Linked DNA regions of Mus musculus: regions 1, 2, 3 and 4 are each linked to region 5. A link is a contact called in public promoter capture Hi-C data. All regions are on one chromosome and are shown on one strand. Each heading gives the region's core, a stretch centred on a gene start, on an enhancer-like site or on the middle of the called end of the contact. The rest is flanking DNA. Distances are from core to core; before and after follow the strand shown. Region 1 holds the start of Plek2 (pleckstrin 2). Region 2 holds the start of Arg2 (arginase type II). Region 3 holds the start of Pigh (phosphatidylinositol glycan anchor biosynthesis, class H). Region 4 holds the start of Tmem229b (transmembrane protein 229B). Region 5 holds the start of Sptb (spectrin beta, erythrocytic).

The links. Promoter capture Hi-C pulls out the DNA fragments that hold promoters and counts their contacts.
Region 1: a promoter capture Hi-C map of liver shows a contact between it and region 5, with 5 times the contacts expected there. The contact joins the promoter of Plek2 here to the promoter of Sptb in region 5. A contact is called at or near these places in 2 of 39 promoter capture datasets (cranial neural crest and liver).
Region 2: a promoter capture Hi-C map of liver shows a contact between it and region 5, with 2.6 times the contacts expected there. The contact joins the promoter of Arg2 here to the promoter of Sptb in region 5. A contact is called at or near these places in 3 of 39 promoter capture datasets (hippocampal neurons and liver).
Region 3: a promoter capture Hi-C map of cranial neural crest shows a contact between it and region 5. The contact joins the promoter of Pigh here to the promoter of Sptb in region 5. A contact is called at or near these places in 2 of 39 promoter capture datasets (cranial neural crest and liver).
Region 4: a promoter capture Hi-C map of liver shows a contact between it and region 5, with 2.8 times the contacts expected there. The contact joins the promoter of Tmem229b here to the promoter of Sptb in region 5. A contact is called at or near these places in 2 of 39 promoter capture datasets (both in liver).

What each region holds. Positions count from the first base shown.
Region 1 is chr12:78,905,684-78,908,383 of GRCm38.p6, forward strand. It overlaps Plek2 (pleckstrin 2), which reads right to left and starts at 1,255. Exons shown (of 9, transcript NM_013738.3): 1 at 1,208-1,255. The coding sequence starts at 1,249.
Region 2 is chr12:79,129,422-79,132,121 of GRCm38.p6, forward strand. It overlaps Arg2 (arginase type II), which reads left to right and starts at 1,367. Exons shown (of 8, transcript NM_009705.3): 1 at 1,367-1,559; 2 at 2,420-2,492. The coding sequence starts at 1,449.
Region 3 is chr12:79,088,326-79,091,025 of GRCm38.p6, forward strand. Pigh (phosphatidylinositol glycan anchor biosynthesis, class H) reads right to left here and starts at 1,345. Exons shown (of 4, transcript NM_029988.2): 1 at 1,115-1,345. The coding sequence starts at 1,294. 9230116L04Rik (RIKEN cDNA 9230116L04 gene) reads right to left here. Exons shown (of 3, transcript NR_110486.1): 3 at 380-1,660.
Region 4 is chr12:79,005,842-79,008,541 of GRCm38.p6, forward strand. It overlaps Tmem229b (transmembrane protein 229B), which reads right to left and starts at 1,436. Exons shown (of 3, transcript NM_178745.5): 1 at 1,132-1,436.
Region 5 is chr12:76,709,171-76,711,870 of GRCm38.p6, forward strand. It overlaps Sptb (spectrin beta, erythrocytic), which reads right to left and starts at 1,377. Exons shown (of 36, transcript NM_013675.3): 1 at 765-1,377.

The DNA.
Region 1 (2,700 bases), core at 5-2,504, 2.2 Mb after region 5:
CATATACATACACATACATATACATACATATACACACATATACACACATATACATGCATATATACTCATATACATACATATACACACATATACATACAAATACATGCATATATGTGTGTATACATATATACACATACACACATGTATATCTATATGCATACTATGCATGCTATTATACTAACATAAATATTCAGTATTGACATCAATGTTAAAGTAATTGTTTTAGAAGTTAGAGATCAAATCCAAGGTTTTCTGAATGCACCAAACTGTAAAAGTTCCTCTTTTAGGTTCTTTCGTTCATTTTCTACCTTGACCCTAGGCATCCTGGGAGTCCCACTGTCCCTGGTTGGACTCTTGCTTCTTCAACAAGGGTGATGAGGGAGGACTAAGGATGGAGTTCATGTCCTATCTAATACTCACCTACGCTAGACAAGCTATTTCGCCTTGCTGATGCTCAGTCTTGAGCAGAGAGAGAGAGAGAGAGAGAGAGAGAGAGAGAGAAGAGGGAGGGAGGGAGGGAGGGAAGGGTGGTGCCTTCTTTCCTTTCAAGCTGTAAATTGCACGGCATATCCATGGTGCCTTATATTTCAATATCATACTTAATTGAGACATGGCTGTGCATATGCATGGAGCACATACATTGGGTTGTCAATCATAGGCACGGCATGCAATGATCGCATAAGGGTAACTGGCAGCTCCATCACCTCAAACATTTATTAACGTTTCTTGGTGTTGGAAACATTTAAAATCCCCTTAGCTACGTGAGAATATACTCTTAACTGCGGTCAGCCACAGTTAACTCTCTACCACAGAAGGTCATTCCTACTTTCCAGCCGTACCTTTTAACTATGCTCTCTCCACCCTGCACCCACACCACTTTATGGTACTTTAATACAGTGTGGTGTGGTGTGTGTGTGTGTGTGTGTGTGTGTGTGTGTGTGTGTGTGTGTGTGGTGTGTTGCTGTGGACCAAATCCAGGGCCTTGAGTATGCTAACCATGGGTCCTGTCCCTGGCTTCGCCCTCAATTCCAGTAAATTGTTTTAAGAGATCCACCGGAGAGAGTAAGCCCTGAACCAAGCAGGACCAGCCTGTGCATGCCAGATCCGCTGGCCAGTGGGAGCACTTCGCCAGCTCGTCACCTTGTCCAACACTTGCTCGCCCCGCTGTCCCCACGGCCACGCGGGCGCGAGGCCAGAACACACTCACCCTCTTGACGAGGAAGCCTTCCTTGAGCACGCCGTCCTCCATGTCGCCAGTCCAGGTGAGCTGTCCCCGCGCTCCACCGCCGACGCCGCCCGCGCCCAGGAAGCCACTCCCTCCCGGAGACGCCCCCTGGCGCACATCCAGTGCCAGAGCCTCCCGCCCTGCGGGCAGGAAGTCTGGCCCGGTCGGGACTTCTGCTCCGACCTTCCCACGCCAGGTGCCCAGTGTGCCAACCCTACCCCGCACGGCCCGCGGTGATCGCCCAAGAACACGACCCTGGACCTCTGTCTATAGTTCTGAGCCTTTCCTGAGAGGCAGAGGAGTGTATAGAGCAAGTACGAGAATCTCAAGTTTAAGGTGACTGGCATAGTCTACAGAACACATTCTCACCTCAATGTGTACATCACACCATCCTCATCTCAAAAGCAAACAACCAAAAAGAATCAGATTTTAGCAATTCTGGGTGAGTTTAAAGAGCGTGCAAAATAATCGAGTCATCCGTGTAAGTCATATTGTAATACGATATTTTAAAATAAAAATTAACGCCTATGATGAAGAAAATATCCCGATAGAATCAACACAACGTTCTACCACATCATGTTGGCACCTGAAACAAGAAAACGACAGTGGTGCTGATCTGCATAGAATCCCTGATATCTTTGCTCAGCAGAGGGAACACCTGCTAGGCAGGACAAAGGCCCTGGGGTGTCTGGATTAGAGAGAGAGAGAGAACTGCCGGTAATGGAAAGACAGAGATGCCCTTCAGTCTGGCTCCCAGCACACCCTAGTGTCCCTATGCTGGGCTCTGCCCCACATGCCCCTGCGGTCTGTGACAAACATACATCTTCACCTGTAAAGCAAGAGATCTGGCAGTGTTGTGTTGCCAGGTAACAGCTTCCTAGATTTTAAATCCAAAGACAACAGAGGTTCCATTCTCTTTCCAATAGTGCTAGGTTTTATTTGCAATTATACCCCAACTCCAGGAGGCAAATAATGTGTTTTCCAGGAAACTGAAACTTGAAGCCATTGAAGTCACTCGGAACCATATCACACCAGGGCATTGGAAGAAATCGTGCTTCCGAATACCAGAAGGGCTCAAACCCAGAGTAGGAGAAGCTGGGAAAGTCAGATCCTATACCTGTCTACTCCTTTTAGGAGGCATGGACTGGGCCTTTTCTTTAGAAAACGGGTTCTTAAGTGGGTTCTCTGAAAGGGGGGAAGTTGGTTTTTTCTCCTGGTGGTGTTTCTCCCAGGAACAGCTAAGGCGCTTCCTTTGAGGGAAACCCCTGTCCCAGCCCACCCCGTCTGATTCACTGGACCTTCAGTGTGACTCACCTCCTCTGTCTTCCCCAGTCTGTCATGACTGCACCACCAACCTACCAAGGAACCGCGATGACATAAACCCAGCTCAACCAGAAGAAAACAGACAGCAGGAACGCTTGGACTTGGGGAGGAGGAAGGAACCTCCAGACTCAGGCAGACACCTTTTAGTTATG
Region 2 (2,700 bases), core at 117-2,616, 2.4 Mb after region 5:
TGGAATCCATAGCCACTACGGCTCAAGATCTTCAAACCAAGATCCAGATAAGGATCTCCAAGCCTCCAGATAAGGGTCACTGGTGAGCCTTCCAATTCCGGATTGTAGTTCATTCCAAATATTGTCAAGTTGACAACCAGGAATAGCCACTACAGCAGGCTACAGAGTCACAGTTAAGAGTACAGTGTTAGACAATCTTGCCACTGTATGAAACACTCAATATGTCCATTTTATCATACTGTAAACTTGTGCTTACAACAAAGAATGCAGATCCTTCTATCTCCCCTAGCTTGCTGTGTCTGTGGAGGCAAGAAGCATCGGATTCCCCAGAAGCTGGGGTTAATGGCTATGCATAAAACTCTGCAAAAACCAGGTCCTCTGCAAGAGCAATGTGTGTCCGTAATTGCAGGGCCATCAGCCACTATTTACTATTAAAACCATGAAAAGCTCCTTGATATTTTTGGATTTGTTTCAGCCTCCTTTTAATTTAGAATGATCAGAATGTGTTGATATAGTTGGCCTCTAGTAACCAGTGCTCTTATTGTTCATGTAAAGAACTGAAAACAGGGGCCCAGAGAGGTAGCTGAACAGTTAAGAGCATCTGTTACTTTTGCTAAGGGCTTGGGTTTGATTCTCAGCACTCACATGGTGGCTCATAAAGGTCTGTAGTAACTCTAGTTCCAGCAAATCCTATATCCACTTCTGACTTCCCTGGGCACCATGAATGTCTGTGGTGCACAAACATATATACAGGCAAAACACTCATACACATTTAAAAAAATCTGAAAAGGAAATAAAATTTTGTTTAAAAAAATTAAAAAAAAAATCTAGAAAGTAATTGCTTGGTAAATTCTAAATTCTCCCCAAAGATCCAAGGTAGGTGAGTTTTTAAAAAGCCAGACTCAAGAGGACACTGATGGGGTAAATGTTTCTAGGATTTTAAGCTTTGAGATAGAAAGCTGCAGATGGATGCTGACTTGGTGTGGGTTAGCAGATGACCCCGGGTGCGGGCAGGCCACGGCCAGTGCCAACTCTTCAGCCGAGATAGCGCCTGGGGCGGGTACATGTGTCAAGTTCTCAAGTTCCACTGAGGTCTCCAACCTGGCAGGGACGCTGCTTCCCGGGAAACCACACAGGTGCCACTCTGATCAGCGGCTTTATGGTATCCGCCTTGGTGGCTTAGGCATCGGGGGCGGGGGGAGCGTGTCCAGGGAAAGAGAGGACAGGTCCAATGGTGACTTAACGGCAGGCGCGTCCCAGGCCCTGGAGAGCTGTAGTCCTCCGAGAAGGTGCGCCGGGGGCTGGTTGGAGGCGTGTCCGAGAGATGCTGACGTCACAGGGCGGTGCGCTCGCCTAGTGAAGCATCGAAGCTGTGGGAGGCTGCACTCACTCGAGGTCCTGAGTTGCACCGAGCCGGTTCTCCTAGGGTAATCCCCTCCCTGCCAATCATGTTCCTGAGGAGCAGCGCCTCCCGTCTCCTCCACGGGCAAATTCCTTGCGTCCTGACGAGATCCGTCCACTCTGTAGCTATAGTCGGAGCCCCTTTCTCTCGGGGACAGGTGAGAGCTGCGACCCGAGCTGACGGGACACTAAGCCTAGAGAGTTTCTTGGGGCCAGGAGGGAGGAGGGGGGAAAAAACGGGGGGAAGAGCTCGCGGGATCCCATGGCGGGTACGTGGAGCGCACGTTGGGTTTTCCTGGACCCAGATGGAGATGAGGGACTGATGGAAGGCAAGGGGGTGAGAGAGGGCACTGGGCATCGAGAGGGAGGGAAGTGGGCATCGAGAAGCGAGCATCTGCGGCCTCCAGGACGACGGAGAGTGGGCATTTCCAGCTTTGGGGTGATGACAGGAAGGAAAAGAGAGAGGATTCCATGGAGGAGCTGGAGAAGGCAAAACCGGGATCGTTGAGAAATTGTCGGAGAGGAGGTTAGAGACGGTGACCGGGGATTAAGGCAGGCTTCAGGTTCTATTCTTGCAGAAAGAGCATTAACCTGGAAAGAAATTGATGTCGGTCTCTGCAACTGCGGGAGGGACGAAGGGGCTTTGTTCTGCCTTCAATGAAAGGAACCTGCTGTCGCGGAGGGCGCACTCACTGATGGGGAAGCTAGGTGCCGCGTTCTGCCAGATACAGGTACCGGATCAAAGCTCACTGAGCCCTTTCCTGATCCGAGACTTTCCTGGTCTGGCTCTCAGTGAGGGACTCAGAAGGTTGATTTGCTTTCAAGAACAGAATCTTCCCTCCGCCCATTAAGCATTTAGTGAAACGATCAGCCTTCTACAGTAGAAGTTTTGATGCTGTGAAAGGTTTGCAGAGGAGTCTTTTAGGAGCTCCGGGTAGCAGCAGAGATTTCTGTGTCAAAGTGTTTCTGCTCCTTTCCTCACCTTCTCTTATGTCTGTGGGGTTTGTATGATTCACAGAAGAAGCTAGGAGTGGAATATGGTCCAGCTGCCATTCGAGAAGCTGGCTTGCTGAAGAGGCTCTCCAGGTTGGGTAAGTGGTTGGATTTCTGTGTTTGTTCCGGAAGGGGAAAAAACCTGTTCAGAATCTCATCTCTTCTATCCTGATCCTGTGGTAGCAGCTTGGCACCTGTAATTTGTTCCCATCTGGTATCCTTTGGATTCCTTCTGCAGATAAACATCTATCAGGGAATCTTCAGAGGAAGTCTTCTTGCAGATAGTGTTGGGGAAAGTGAAGCAGA
Region 3 (2,700 bases), core at 95-2,594, 2.4 Mb after region 5:
TTATTTATTGTGCAGAGGTCAGAGGACAATTTTTTTGAATCCATTCTTCCCTCCCATCATGTGGGTTCTGGGGATTCGGCTTAGGTGGTCAGGTTTGGCATTAGGTGGTCAGGTTTGGCATTAGGTGGTCAGGTTTGGCAGTCGCTGCAGTCATCTGATGAGCCATTCATTCCCCAGACCCTCAGTGAGGGGACTTAACTTCATCTATGAAAATCTGTGCAAATTATGATGCTCTGCCACACACTTTGATAGCATAAATGTGATTGAACCAGGTATGATGACACACACCTTTGATCCTAACCCTAGGGAGGCAGAGGCAGGCTCCACATAGAGCCTTCCAGTCCAGACAAAGTAAGAATAATAATAATAGCAAAAGAATAGAAAAAAGCTAAGGGATGTTTTAATACAAACAATATGAAAATTGCAGAAATAAACAGTTCTGGTGTACTGGCTCTATTAAGATCACTCCTGGAATAATATATTCATTTTAGGGCTATACAGGGAGTTAAAACAGAACAGAACATCCTGAACAAAGGCCAATCGGATGACTCTTTTTGCTTGGGAACTGTCACAAAATAATAGCAGTTGACCTTCGCAATATTTTGAACCATTAATTTCAACTTAGAGATGTTAAAAATGAGGCTCGGGGGGAAAAAAGATTAGAAAGTCTGAAAACTGAGCATAGAAAACCCTCGTGTCTTAGACCTGGCAACACTTTAGAAAATGCACTTAAACTGGGGAAGGGTTGGGAGAGGGGATGGTAGTTGACCTGGCCTTGAGAAACAGATATTAGGTGGAGATTCTGTACTGCACAGTTGTGGAGGCAAAAACTTTTCTGTAATTCTGTCGCACGCCTGCTATCCGTTGGCTTTGGTACCCAGTAAGTGATGCGGGAGGATGCACTGAGTTCTCTGAGGAGGTTATGTTCCATGAATGAGCAGGGCAAGTAGGTCCACTGTGGTAGAACGTCCAGAAGCACAAACTTCTCGGGGAGGGAGGGCAGTCCTGCCGTGGAACGGCGACCCTGATCCAGGGAGTCCCCACCCTCCCGGACCCACGGGTCAGCCCCGAGACCTCTCCAAGCTGCCTGCGCCGGCCGAGCGCCCGCCTTTACCTCGCACAGGGTGAAGAGCCCGTAGGCCGCCAGCCACACCGCGCAGGTGACCGCGGTGAGCGAGCACAGCGACAGCCGAGCCGAGCTGAGGCCGAACTCGCGGCAGTACGGTGAGTAGTAGCGGCACCGCAGGGCTAGGCGGCCGCCGCAGATATCGGAGAAGCTCTTCTCGTCCTCCATGGCCGCACACACCTGAATGTCGCGCCGCTCTAGCCCACCCGGAGGCTCGAAGTCTCGTTGGCTCCCGACCATCCCGGAAGCGGCTGAGCCCTGCCTGTCCGCGCAGCCGTAGTCGCTCACTGAGAGCAGGGCTGGGACTTGCAGCAAGTTCTCCCAGTTTATCCTTAGCCCAAACTCCCCAGAACCGCGGCACCAGTTTTGGGCAGATTAAGATCTCTGTTCATTTGACTGACTCATTTATATTGTTACGCCAGAAAGACTCCCCCAAAATGGTCTGCAGGTGTAACCATTCATTCATTCATTCATTCATTTCCCTGCGAAGGGATTTTAGGTACTGAAGATTTCTGTCTCTACATAGCTTCTTTCCTAGTAGGAAAAAAAAAAAAAAATAGACGTAACTTAAGTAGTGTTATTGACAAAAATGTTCAGACTAGTAGAAGGTCTGGGCAGCTTTAAGTAAAGGTCTTAAAGGTCTTCGCCATTAAACCTACAAGGGCCACACTGTTCTGTGGGGAGTTGGGGTGGAGGTGGGGGTAGTCTCCAGAAAGAAGGACCAGGAAAAAACAAAGTTGGAGGCTGGAATGGGTTTCAGTCACAGGAATCAAAAAACTAGCAAGGCTAGGATGCATGGGAAGAGAAGGTAGGCTTTGAGTTGGGCAGATGGCTCAGCTGCTAAAGAGTATATTAATCCAAAAAAAAAAAAAAAACGAGAGGAGAAAGACCGCCACCCAAATCATCATGACCAAATTAATTAAAGCAAGCTTTAAAAATTCACATACACGGGCTGCCTCCTCCTGAGATGGGGTTCAGCTTTGGATGTGAAGGCAGGCTTTTATAGCTCAGGGATAGGAAGGTTTCCAAATGAGGGGTTTGTCTGTCAAAATATAGTTATAGGAGCAGCACACAAGCATAGCAAGTAAGTCCCTCTGGAACAGAGACACAAGGTTGCAAAGATGGGCCTAACAAGGTAGCTATATAACCCTTTGAAGCAAAGGTCAGGTTGCAAGATGACTATAAACAACTTTTTGAAACAAAGACGTGATTGCATTCTTGGAACAAGCAGTACAGAACCATTTGTAGTTAAGGTCACAGGTGGGGCATAGCTCAATCCTTGAAAAACAGGTTTACTCATAAACAAGAATGAACCTAGATTGTCTTCACTGTAAGATGACTTTCAAGCCTAATATGGAAGCAGGCTGGTTCTTCAAGTACTTATCACTAGGGAAAGGTAACTGGGGGAGCCACTAATAGATGCTGTTTGCCAACCATATATTTGCATGGATGGAGCACTACTGTGGCAGTGCACAGACAATCATACTTCTGATGATGTAATTATTTCCACTGTTTTGAATTTATTCTTAGAACTTGAGTCACTATAAATATGAATAATGGAGAAACAAATGTAA
Region 4 (2,700 bases), core at 186-2,685, 2.3 Mb after region 5:
TCATCAGCTCGCTCTTTGACCCCTCTTCATATCACACACACACACACACACACACACACACACGAGAGAGAGAGAGAGAGAGAGAGAGAGAGAGAGAGAGAGAGAGAGAGAGAAAGAGAGAGAGAGAGACTAGGCTTTCTGAAGACCCCAGTATGATGATCATTTGTTATTGGGGTACAGAGAACACTCAACAATGGGTAAGCAGAACCCCAAGTTTACACTGGAATGCAGCTTTCGTGAGCATCTAACCAAAGTTGGAATAACCAGACACCACAAACCCTGAGCACGAAGAGATCATACCTCCATCCCCTAAGAAACCCCAGGAAGGAAAGGAGAAACGGTGAGGGAAAGAGGGGAAACGGGTCCTCATAGAAAGAGAGAAAAGAAGGCACCTGGGAAAGACGCCAATACCTCCCTGGCCTTGCCAGAAATAGGGCTACCCATCTCAACCCTCCAGTTCCCACAAGGAAACAGAGATGGTGAATGCAGGTGGCGAACTAGCAACCAGGGGCTGAGCACTGACCTAGGCACCCACCTGAAAAAAAAAAATGCCAAGGTGTGCAGCCCACCATCACCCAGTTCTTTTATGCGGACGGAAGAAAAGGCATTTTGACAAGGTTCCTTCCCCAACCCGCAAAGTCAGGAGGGTCTCTGGTCCCTACTCCCAAGACCTGGCTCTCCAGCGTCCATCCAGTCTGGCGCCCCCCTCTGTCCTTTGCAGAGGGCCTCGGGGTGCATTCCCCTGGGTTAGGGAGATGTCAACCTTCAGAGGTCTCAGATCCTCAGTCAAGTCTTTCACCCTCGTCTCAACCCGGCACCTCTTTGTTTCAGGCGGGGAAAGTTGCCAATGTGCACCCCTTTCACCAACACGCCCCCCTGTGCGCCCATCCCCCGCAGGGAATCCAAGCTCAGACACAGCATCTAATCTGCGGCTCGCTCTCCAGCCCCAGCAGCCTCTCCGAAACCGAAAGCAAAGAGGAAGCGGGATCCGGTAGTGTCCCCACGCGGGGTCGCCGGGTCTTCCCTATCACCGCCCCATCACCCGCGCCCCCTCGCTCAGCGCTGCCCGCCCCGCGCAGACACCTCTCTCCGCGGCGGAAAGGCCTCTGTGCGGGCATCGTGGGCACCTACCGGTGCGGGGCCGGGGACGAGGGTAGGGCAAGGCAAGGCAGGGTCGGGCGGCCGTCTGCCCGACGCAGGTGCGGCCAGGAGCGCGGTCTCACGGGCTGGCTCCCGCTCCTCCTCCGCGCCGGGACTCGGGGCGCTCTCCTGCGCCGCCTGTTCCCTGCCCCCACGCCCGGCGCTCCGGCTCCCCCCGCGCCGAGTGACCGGACGAGACTCCCCCACGCCACCCGCCCGCGACTATTCCCGCATCCAGTGTCCGCGGCCGCCGGGGCGGCGCGGGGCCCGGGTAGCTGCAGCCGCTGCTGCCCCACGGAACCCAGCCCCAAGCGGCGGCGGCCGCACTCACCCATAGTACGGATGCGGTGCAAACTGCACATGCTCGCTTCTGACAGGCGCTCTGCCCCCGGCCCTGTTTAACTCCTTCAGCGCCCGCGTGTCCGCCGGGCCCGCTGCCCCCGCCGCCCACGCCAACCCAGACGACTCCCGCCACTCATCCCCAGCCTGGGGTCAGCCCTGCCAGGACTCCGCTCGCAGCCTCCGCAGCTCAGGTGGCTGCTGTAAAGATTCCTTGGCCCTCCCTGCCATCCATGTGTGGAGTAAGGGTCACCTCCTGATTGTAGGAGTTGTAGGGAACTGCTTGCAGAACATTCACTCTGGGTATCTGGGTATTGTGAAGGTTCAGGCTACCAGAGATCCACACTTCACATGGTGTTGCACACCCACTGTGTGCCCTCAACGTATTTCATACAAATTAATCTTTGAAGCAGGCAGATCAGGTCGGGTTTTTTTGTTTTTTGTTTTTATCATCATCATCATCGTCGTCGTTATTATTCTCATTTCTAAGATGGAGAAACTGAGGCCCGTGCAAAAACTAGAATTTGCCTCAATCAAGGCCTGGACCTCCAAGGTCCACGATTTGGTTTGTAAAGATTAAATGGAATTTTTTTTCTGAGGTCTTCTTAGGAGGTGCAAAACAATGGACATTACTGTAAAAACAACAAAAGAAAGGCAACAAAAGCCCTTGGCAATTTAGAATTCAGAACGTGGGAAATCAGCTCAATGAGGCCAAGTTCAGATAGGCCTTTCAACTAGTCGTGGGTCCTGCAGGAAACAGGAATGAAATTTCCCTTTCAGGCACCAACCATGAGTGCTGGTGCTGGGTACTTCAGCCAAGAGGAACATACAATCTTGAAGGCCTATAATAACATGTGGGAAGGTCTTGTTTTCTGCTTTTAGGATAGGTCTGTTCTTGAATTCCCCACACTCCTGTTCCCACCTGCCCAATGTTAGGATTACTGGAAGGCCCCAACAGGTCTGGCATGGACATGTATGGATGTCCATTTTAAAAATAAATCAGATATGAACCAACCAGACCCCCCAGAGCTCCCAGAGACTAAACCACCAACCAAAGAGTACACATGGAGTGACCCATGGCTTCAGCCGCATATGTAGCAGAGGATGGCCTTGCCAGTCATCAATGGGAGGAGAGGCCCTGGTCCTGTGAAGGCTCCATGCCCCCAGTGTAGGGGAATGCTAGGGCAGTGAGGTGGGAGTGGGTGGGTGGGTGAAGGCAGG
Region 5 (2,700 bases), core at 127-2,626:
GTCTGGGTAAGTTGGTGGGACTTGAGGATTGTGTTAGAGCTCTTGTTTCTTCCATTTTCTGCTATTTCTCCGGGGCCAAGTTGCTGGAACTGGCACGAAGGGTAACCGTAGAGTGGGCAGTAGCTTGGAGATAAGGAACTCAAAGGGAAAAGGTGGGGGTCCTTGAAGTATAGTCCTGGGACACTTGATCTCTCCCTTCTCAGTCTACACTGGGCCACTCTGCACGTCCTGCCTGACATCCTGAGGCCCGGCCCCCTCTGCTGCCCTGAACTGTCCTCCCAGCCTTGGCACTGGGCAGCCCTGGAGCGCGCTAGCCAAGTTCCAGAAGAGGATCCGACACGCCCGGGGGTTTGAGAAACCAGGCAGCAGGAGGCACAGACGCGGACAGTCCTTAGACCGACGACAGGCAGCCCCCCCCCCCAACTTTGCTCCCAGGCGAGGGTCCTGGGGGAGGCGGCCAAGAGCACAAACCCCCCAAACCCACTCCCCGTGCCCCACGGCGACACTCTACTAGCTGGCTTCCCAAAGCTAGCGCCCTGCTCGCCCAGCGCCTGCGAAACCCACGCGGGTTCCCGCGTCCCGGGGTGACGACTGCCGCAGCCGCCAGGGCCTCCTGGGCTCCTCACCCCTCCCGCCCCGTGCTAGGCACCCGGGGCCAGGCCCCCACCGGGCTGTCGCGTCACCCGCCCCCTGGGCCCCGCACTCCCCGGCGCTGGCTCCGGGGCACCCAGCTCCCTCCCGTCGCGCGGCCCTCGGGGACTCACCTGCGCTGGGGCTGAAGCGGCGGCTACCCCGAGCCCGGGGGCGGCGGCGCAGGGGGAGGAGGGCAGCACGGGGCTCCTGGCACAGTGGCCGCCGGGCGCCTGGTGCAGCGGAGCCGCGGACCCGCCCAGAGATATAAATAACATTATCTGAGGAGGGACATTCCTGCCGGGGGACATCGCTGCTGCCGGGACCAGATAGTCCCGCGGCGGGGGCGGGGAGGCGGGGCTGCAGCCTCCCGCAGCGCCAGGCCCGCCTTCCCCACCCACTCCTGCACCTGCCAATCAGACTGCGCGCCCGGGGGCACCTGCCTAGCCGCTAGCGCCGCCGCCGCTGGGACCTGGGACGCCAGGGTCCTCTCTCACCTCCCCTGATCCCGCACACACAGAGCCCCTTGCCACGGGAAGAGGACTCGACTCTGCTGCTCCGGCCTAATTTGTGTGCCCGGAGCCGCAAGCTGGCGGCGAAAAGGAGTCCTCCCAGCCTTTCCCGCCTAGCGTCCCTGCAGACTACGATCTGGTTTTGAAAAAACATCTAAAGACCCGTTTAGGCCATAGGGTGGGTGAGGAGGGCGCCCCGGCTGTAATGCCCCTCCGGAGATAGGCTGGAAGGGACAGATTGTTCCCGCGGGCGGGTTACGTTAGAAAGCGCGCTCCCGGCCGGCTACAACCGGCTGGTAGTAGGAGCAGACGCTGGGAGCACAGGGGGTGGGCACTGGGCCGAGGCCCCCGCCCCCAGCCTGCGGGCTGGAGGCCGCGGCTCCTGCTTGTAAGCAAGGTACTGTCCCGGAGAACCCGGCTGTGCTGGTTGGTGGCGCTCAGCCTACAGTTGCATATTGCAGGGTCCATAATCAACAGGCAAGCCAGCATACCAGCCCACCTGCACCATCCTGTGAGCCCGGGTCTCCGGGCAAGACCCTGCTTTCTCACTGCAAGCTTTGGTAGGGTGGTGTACAGCAGGCCAGAGGAGATGCTAGAACCAAGGGTGTCAAGTACATCTGCGACTAGGGAGGGTGACACACGGACGAACACGGGCGGCTTGCAAGGCAGGCTATTTCCTTGACTTTTTAACAATACAAGGTCATCGCTCTGTAATGTTGGTTGCGTGCCTTGCTGTACCTTTCCTTGTTTTATTTTTATGGGGGGGGGGGAGGGGCGGCCCTCCATACGCTGTGCCTGGGATGGTCTCTCACAGACTATCAACCCGGGTAATCGCAAGTGTAATGGAGACACCAGTGGCGATTAAAAAGAGCATAGATGCAGAAGGGAGCTTTAACTTTGATGCTCCCCGGAATTCTTAACAGGAAACAGCCTTTCTCTTGACTTGTTTGCTTGAGTGTATAATTACGCTGTTTTCTAGGATTCATGAGCAAAGTGTGTTGAGTTGCCAGATGTTCAAGCTTAGTATTGGGTATTAAAGGTACGCAAAAGATATTTCACTGCCTGCTGCCGTCACACTTCTTTTGAGAGTAGGTATTTGGACAGTAAAAATGCTAATTGGGACAAAATCCACAGGTATTAAAAAGCCATAGAACTCTTCCCTCCCCTTTTGCCTGAGTTCTTATTACATACTAATTTCCCAAATGGCATCAGTATTACAAGGAAAATGACACACCGGCCTGGGCTATCCTAGAGGTTAACAGCGACCTCCCACCTCCTTCCCCCACTCAGACCATCTAGCAATTCTCTGTAGTGAGCAAGAGCTGTAGATCTTAAGCAAAGCACACATTTAGCACTCCAAAGGCCCTGGGACTCCCCAATATCCTCCAGCACCACCCCAAACCATTTGCTTTGCTTGTTGTTGAGTTCAAAATCATCTTTTTAGGAACTAATTCCTGGCAAAAACAAAAAACAGGCCAACTTCAAAAGCTGAGACTTAGATATCACAAGTAGAAATCCTTGATCTATTTTTGAAAGAAAAAGGGAGGGTTGGAATTAT